Linked DNA regions of Drosophila melanogaster: region 1 is linked to region 2. A link is a contact called in public Hi-C data. All regions are on one chromosome and are shown on one strand. The core of a region is the stretch at or near the end of the contact, and the rest is flanking DNA. Distances in the headings are between cores, read along the strand shown.

Region 1 (3,100 bases), core at 317-2,816, 220 kb before region 2:
CAGTTTCCAAAACGTTTCTCCTTGACGAAGTCCGGCACCCAGTACGTTTGGGAACTGCAATCAAGCAGGTTTTTAGACATGTGCTCGACGCGCACAAACCAGGAAGGAACCGCCTTATAGATAAGAGGCGTGTCTGACCGCCAGCAGAATGGGTAGCTATGCTTCACCTGGCCACTGGAAACCAAGTTTCCTCGTGCCTTCAGCGCGGCCATTATTTGCTTATCAGAATCTTTGACGTATTGGCCCTCGAAATCGCTTGCCTCGTTAGTAAACCGTCCTGCCTCGTCCACTGGGCAGAGAACCTCACTGGACTTTGTGATGAGGCCCGCAGCGAGGCACACACGATAATCGTCTTCTCCGAAGTAGGGAGCATTGTGCACAATACCCGTACCGGAATCCTCAGTCACGTACTCGTCGACCAGGACACGATAAGCTTTCACCTCAGCTCCTCGCTTCGCAAAGTAAGGGAAAAGCGGCTTGTAGTGAAGGTCCTTAAGGGTTTTGCCAACAAACTTTTCCTTCACTTCGTACTCCGTCTCCGATTTGTACACGTAAGAGAGACGAGACTCTGCGAGAACAAAAAGTCGGTCGCTCTTTACGTCGCGCACTTTTACATAGGTCATCGTCGGATGAACACAGCATGCGAAGTTTGAGGGCAGTGTCCATGGCGTGGTGGTCCACACTAGGAAGAAGGTATTGGGCAACGAAACGGCCTCCAGTGCAACTACTACGCAAGGGTCCACAACCTCCTTGTAGTTTTGGTTGGCCTCGAAGTTCGAAAGGGACGTTGTGCAGGCGGTGGAATAGGGCATCACCTTAACGCCCTGGTAGACCAGACCCTTGTCGAACAGTTGCTTGAAGATCCACCAAATGGACTCCATGTACCATGGGTACAACGTCTTGTAATCGTTCTTGAAGTCAATCCAGCGACCCACGCGCGTCACCACATTCTCCCACTCATCTGCGTAACGCATGACAATCTTCCGGCACTCGGCATTGTAGGCTGCGATTCCCATCTTGGCCACGTCCTCAGGACCCTTGATATTCAGCAGCTTGTCAATCTCGAACTCCACGGGCAGTCCGTGGCAATCCCAGCCGAAGCGACGGTCCACATGGTATCCCTGCTGGTATGCGTACCGTGTGACGATGTCCTTGATGGTGCCAGCAAGAATGTGTCCGTAGTGGGGCAGCCCGGTTGCAAAGGGCGGTCCATCGTAGAACGTGTATCTTGGAGGTGGAAAATTAGCACAAAATTTGGCGATCGGCTGATGCAATCGTATGCGGCACTTACTTGGGCTTTCCCTTCGACAGCTGGCTGCACTTTTCAAAGATATTTTCGTGTCGCCATTTCTGCAGTACGTTCTCCTCCTCGGCCGGGAAATTAATGTTCTCTGGCACCCGACACACGTCGTTCCGCTCTAGTTTTTTTCCCATGGCTGTCAAAGTTCACTGTTGTATTATTTATCAAGTAACAGAGCTTATTCGCCCACCTTTTATATCAGAAATTCAACTGACTTGCGGCGTTTTTGCGTGGCACACAACGTGCCCGAGGTACGGAACTAGTGGTTCATTAATCGCTCTCTAGCTCATGGGTTCGCGATATCGATAGTAGGTTCCGATGAGCGGCATCCTTGATAATCAGCTGACGACAGCACTGAAAAAAAAAGAAAGGCTTATTTACTATTAACAACTTTAATAAATTTGTTAGCCATAAGAATAAAAAACTGAACTGTAAGTTACTAAGTAAGAAAGCCATTGGCAATTGAATGAATAAACTATGCAATAGTTTTGAAAGCAATTATTCCTGACTTAGACAAATAATTCTAATAAATTAAAACCCCAAATACCAGCTATTATTAATTTGTAGTATAACCAAATTACTGTAATATATAATTATAAAAAAATTATCTTAAATTATATTAAGCCATATGTTTTTTTTCTCAGCAGTATATTTTCTTTTTAACAATCAATAGTTTAGCATATATATGGTAGCTATCGTTATCGATAGCAATATATCTTTGCTATCAGCCCATTGGTCATCACTAACGCGAAAACAAGAGGAAGAGTAATGTGTACACTTTTGTGTCGCTCCTTTTCGGCCAATTTAACAAACGAAAAAGTATAAGTACTGGGCAAATCAGCACTTGCACGCCTCCCAATACGTCTCGCCAGCGCACACCTGTGTTCTGGGCTCCACCGGAAACTCGCCTTCAGCCATTCGACGTCGCCAACAGTCATCGGATATGGCACGCCCAATTTTTCCGAACCAGCAGAAGATAGCTGAGAAACTAATCATCTTGAATGACCGCGGCCTGGGCATTCTTACGCGGATATACAACATCAAGAAAGCATGCGGCGACACCAAGTCGAAGCCAGGCTTCCTCTCCGAGAAGTCGTTGGAATCGAGCATCAAGTTTATCGTGAAGCGGTTCCCCAACATCGACGTCAAAGGGCTCAATGCTATTGTAAACATCAAAGCGGAGATTATTAAGTCGCTGTCCCTGTATTACCACACATTCGTGGACCTACTTGATTTCAAGGACAATGTATGCGAACTGCTCACCACGATGGACGCCTGCCAGATTCACCTGGACATCACATTGAACTTCGAGCTGACCAAATATTATCTGGACTTGGTTGTGACCTACGTGTCCTTGATGATTGTTTTGTCTAGGGTCGAGGACCGCAAGGCAGTTCTGGGCTTGTACAATGCCGCCTACGAGCTGCAAAACAATCAGGCGGACACGGGCTTCCCCCGCTTGGGGCAGATGATTCTGGACTACGAGGTCCCCTTAAAAAAGTTGGCCGAGGAATTCATTCCCCACCAGCGCCTGCTAACCAGTGCGTTGCGGTCGCTGACCTCCATCTATGCACTGCGAAACCTGCCAGCAGACAAGTGGAGGGAAATGCAAAAGTTGAGTCTGGTAGGCAATCCGGCCATTCTTCTTAAGGCCGTCCGCACTGACACCATGTCCTGCGAGTACATATCCCTGGAGGCAATGGACCGCTGGATAATCTTTGGCTTGCTGCTGAACCATCAAATGCTCGGACAGTACCCGGAAGTCAACAAAATCTGGCTCTCCGCCCTGGAGTCAAGCTG
Region 2 (2,860 bases), core at 15-2,514:
CACACAAAAAAAAATTCAAATAAATAAAATTTTTATACCTTCGGACTAAAATATTGTTTTCATACTCTGCATCGGATTTGGTTATGTATATACAGCTGTGTTCAATGAAATAGCAGTGCGAAATATGAAATACAGATATTTTTCCATGTCCCTTTTCGGTATCGACTATTTATTCCACTTATTTTTGAATATGTGCCCTGTCCAGTCAGGAACTTTGAAAGCTAGAATGTTAAGAATAATTATAGCGATTATAGAGACATAGACGCAGCGCAAGTTTGTTGACCCATGTTAACACGCCCAATAAACGCCCACAAGCCGCCCAAAACTGTCCAAATTGTTAAGATATTTTTTTCATTTTTTATTTGTCTATTATAATTATATTTTATTATATTATATTTTATTATTTTTATATTATATATATATACATATATATATATTATACATATTATTATATATATTATATTATTATATACATTATATTTTAATTTTTTCGTTTTATTGTGTGTCTTGTCAATTTCCATCTGTATCAAAAACACTTTTGCCACGTCCCTCTTTACACCAGCAAAACGCCCAAAACATTCCCACTTTTAAACAATTTTAAAAAATGTTCTTAAAATTAATGAAATTTGCACACTACTAACTGAGTAAATGGTATCTCAATAAAATATGATGGCAAATGTAGAAACGAAAGACGTATTTATTTTCTTTAAACAACAATATGTCCTTGGTGCGAAATAATATACAGATAACACGATTTATTTATCGATGTTTTTCCATACAAAGATAACACACATTTCCTCAATATCGATCGATATTCCAGAAAAATTATGAAATTCGCACACTACTAACTGAGTATCTTATAGTCGGGTAACTCGACTATAGCATTCTCCCTTCTCTTCTTCTGTTCACAATTCCATTTCTATGTTATCGGAAGAAAAACTATATTTTGCTGCGTAAGCGAAACTAGAATTCGGGTGTTTAGTACCCAATTAACAGCTCTCAAAGTTCCCGAGATATTGGATTTCGTACGGACGGACGTGATAACGACGTTATAATTTCATGTTATTTTATAACATTTATCATAATCATATTAAGAATCTTATTTATGTGCTTAACATAATGTTTTCATAGTATTAAAAAAAAAAATCCAAAAACTTAGCGATTTTATTCCGAAGCAATAGCTTGGCTTGAAAAAAGCTGGCCGCCAGCACTGCTGCTTATCGATGACGCGTGACCATAGCCTCCTCCATCGATAGCCTCCGCACAGACGTGGTTTTCCCAACTTGCAATGCAGCGAATTAACGGATGTAATGCGACGCATAGCTTCCCGATTTCTGGAAACAAGCAAACGAAGTTGCAGCCCGCAGGTTGATCCTTGCATGACAACCGATTGAATGAGAGAGATTGAGACATCAACGCGCAGTTACGACATCGGGGGATTACAGTCTGGTCAGATATTGGTGAGTCCGAGATTCAGATGCGAATTGGGTGATGGGGTGTCTGTGGTTACTGCGCATTACGTTGGTCGATCCCCCCTAAACGATCTGCTTTCACAGGGCAAGCTAGCAAAAGGAAAACAAACGCCATGTCGACAGAGCGAAGCTCGCATTCAGCTGAACCAGCGGATTTGGCGCTTTTGTTGGACCGCATCAACATCAACAACAACAATAATAATAATAAGAATAATAATAATAATAATAACAACAACAACAACAACAATAATAATAATGACAATAACAATTGCGGTCGCAGCAAGAGCGGTGGAACTCACAGGAAATATGCAACTGCTGAAGCCCCAAGCTCCATTAGAATGTGCCCCGCCAGCAATCTGAACAGCAACCAAAGCAACAAACAATTTAACTCGATTTGCCAGCGGGCGCAGGCGGGCCATAAGCTGATGATCATAATGCGCGGCCCTTCAGGCAGCGGTAAGAGTACACTGGCAGAGTCTCTGCTGCGCCAGGCGCATCTACTCGATCGACACCAGGTGCGCGACTTTGTCCTGAGCTCAGACGACTACTTCAAGACGCGCCGCGGCTATGTCTTCAACCCCACTCTGCTGCCAGCTGCCCACGAGTGGAACCAGCAGCGAGTGCGCGATAAGGCCGCCTCCGGCTGGAGCCCCATCATCGTGGATAACACCAATACAATGGTCTGGGAGATGCAGCCATATGTCCAGTTCGCCGTGCGCCACGGTTACGTAATTGAGCTTCTCGAGCCCAATACTAGTTGGTGCAAGTCTGCCAGCAAACTGGCCCAGAAAAACGTCCACAACGTCCCACGGGAGAATATTCAGCGCATGCTAGAGCGATTCGAGCGGACGACTGCGGGAGAGCTCATTCAGGTAAGAAGGCACTTTAAATCGTCTATATACATACATATGTATATAAAGATAGAGATTTATTGTTAACTGCAATCTCATTGTGAGTCAGCCAAAAATGTGTAATTGTATACCCGTTACGCGAGTGTAAAACGTTTAACTAAGCTCGATAAAAAATCTTTAAGAGGTATATATTTATTCTTAATCATTATCACTGACCAATTCAATTTTGCTTCTTTGCATTTCATTATTTTTCCGGCGAACTTCCTTTGAATTGCGAAAAACATTCAGACCACCTGCAGAAACATAGTAGAGGCCTTTTTTGTTGGCTACTTAATTTTTTAGGGCATACCATGGTCAGTCAGAAAGTCGCTGGCAATCTGAGAAACAGTCGCTTTTTTGTAGCTGAGAGAAGACGGGTATCGAATATCCGAGGATCGGAATGTGGCAGTCTAGCCACATACACATACAATTTGAGGCAACTAGCTCGTTTTCATTTTTTATTGGTAAATTTTTGGTATATTACGTTCTTGGTTGTAT

Evidence for each region. A called contact is a pair of places that touch in the nucleus more often than the background predicts.
Region 1: a Hi-C map of the Kc167 cell line shows a contact between it and region 2, with 5 times the contacts expected there. A contact is called at or near these places in 6 of 107 Hi-C or Micro-C datasets (the D17-c3 cell line, the Kc167 cell line, the S2 cell line and 2 more) and 1 of 7 datasets of targeted methods (the S2 cell line).

Annotation. Positions count from the first base shown.
Region 1 is chr3L:22,287,131-22,290,230 of dm6, reverse strand. It overlaps IleRS (Isoleucyl-tRNA synthetase), which reads right to left and starts at 1,566. Exons shown (of 6, transcript NM_176387.2): 1 at 1,491-1,566; 2 at 1,292-1,436; 3 at 1-1,227. The coding sequence starts at 1,434. It overlaps Hem (HEM-protein), which reads left to right and starts at 2,036. Exons shown (of 2, transcript NM_079490.4): 1 at 2,036-3,100. The coding sequence starts at 2,244.
Region 2 is chr3L:22,070,252-22,073,111 of dm6, reverse strand. CG7139 reads left to right here and starts at 1,264. Exons shown (of 5, transcript NM_141121.4): 1 at 1,264-1,460; 2 at 1,557-2,344. The coding sequence starts at 1,586. CG7133 reads left to right here. Exons shown (of 1, transcript NM_141122.4): 1 at 1-44. It overlaps lncRNA:CR43995 (long non-coding RNA:CR43995), which reads right to left and starts at 743. Exons shown (of 1, transcript NR_073973.1): 1 at 492-743.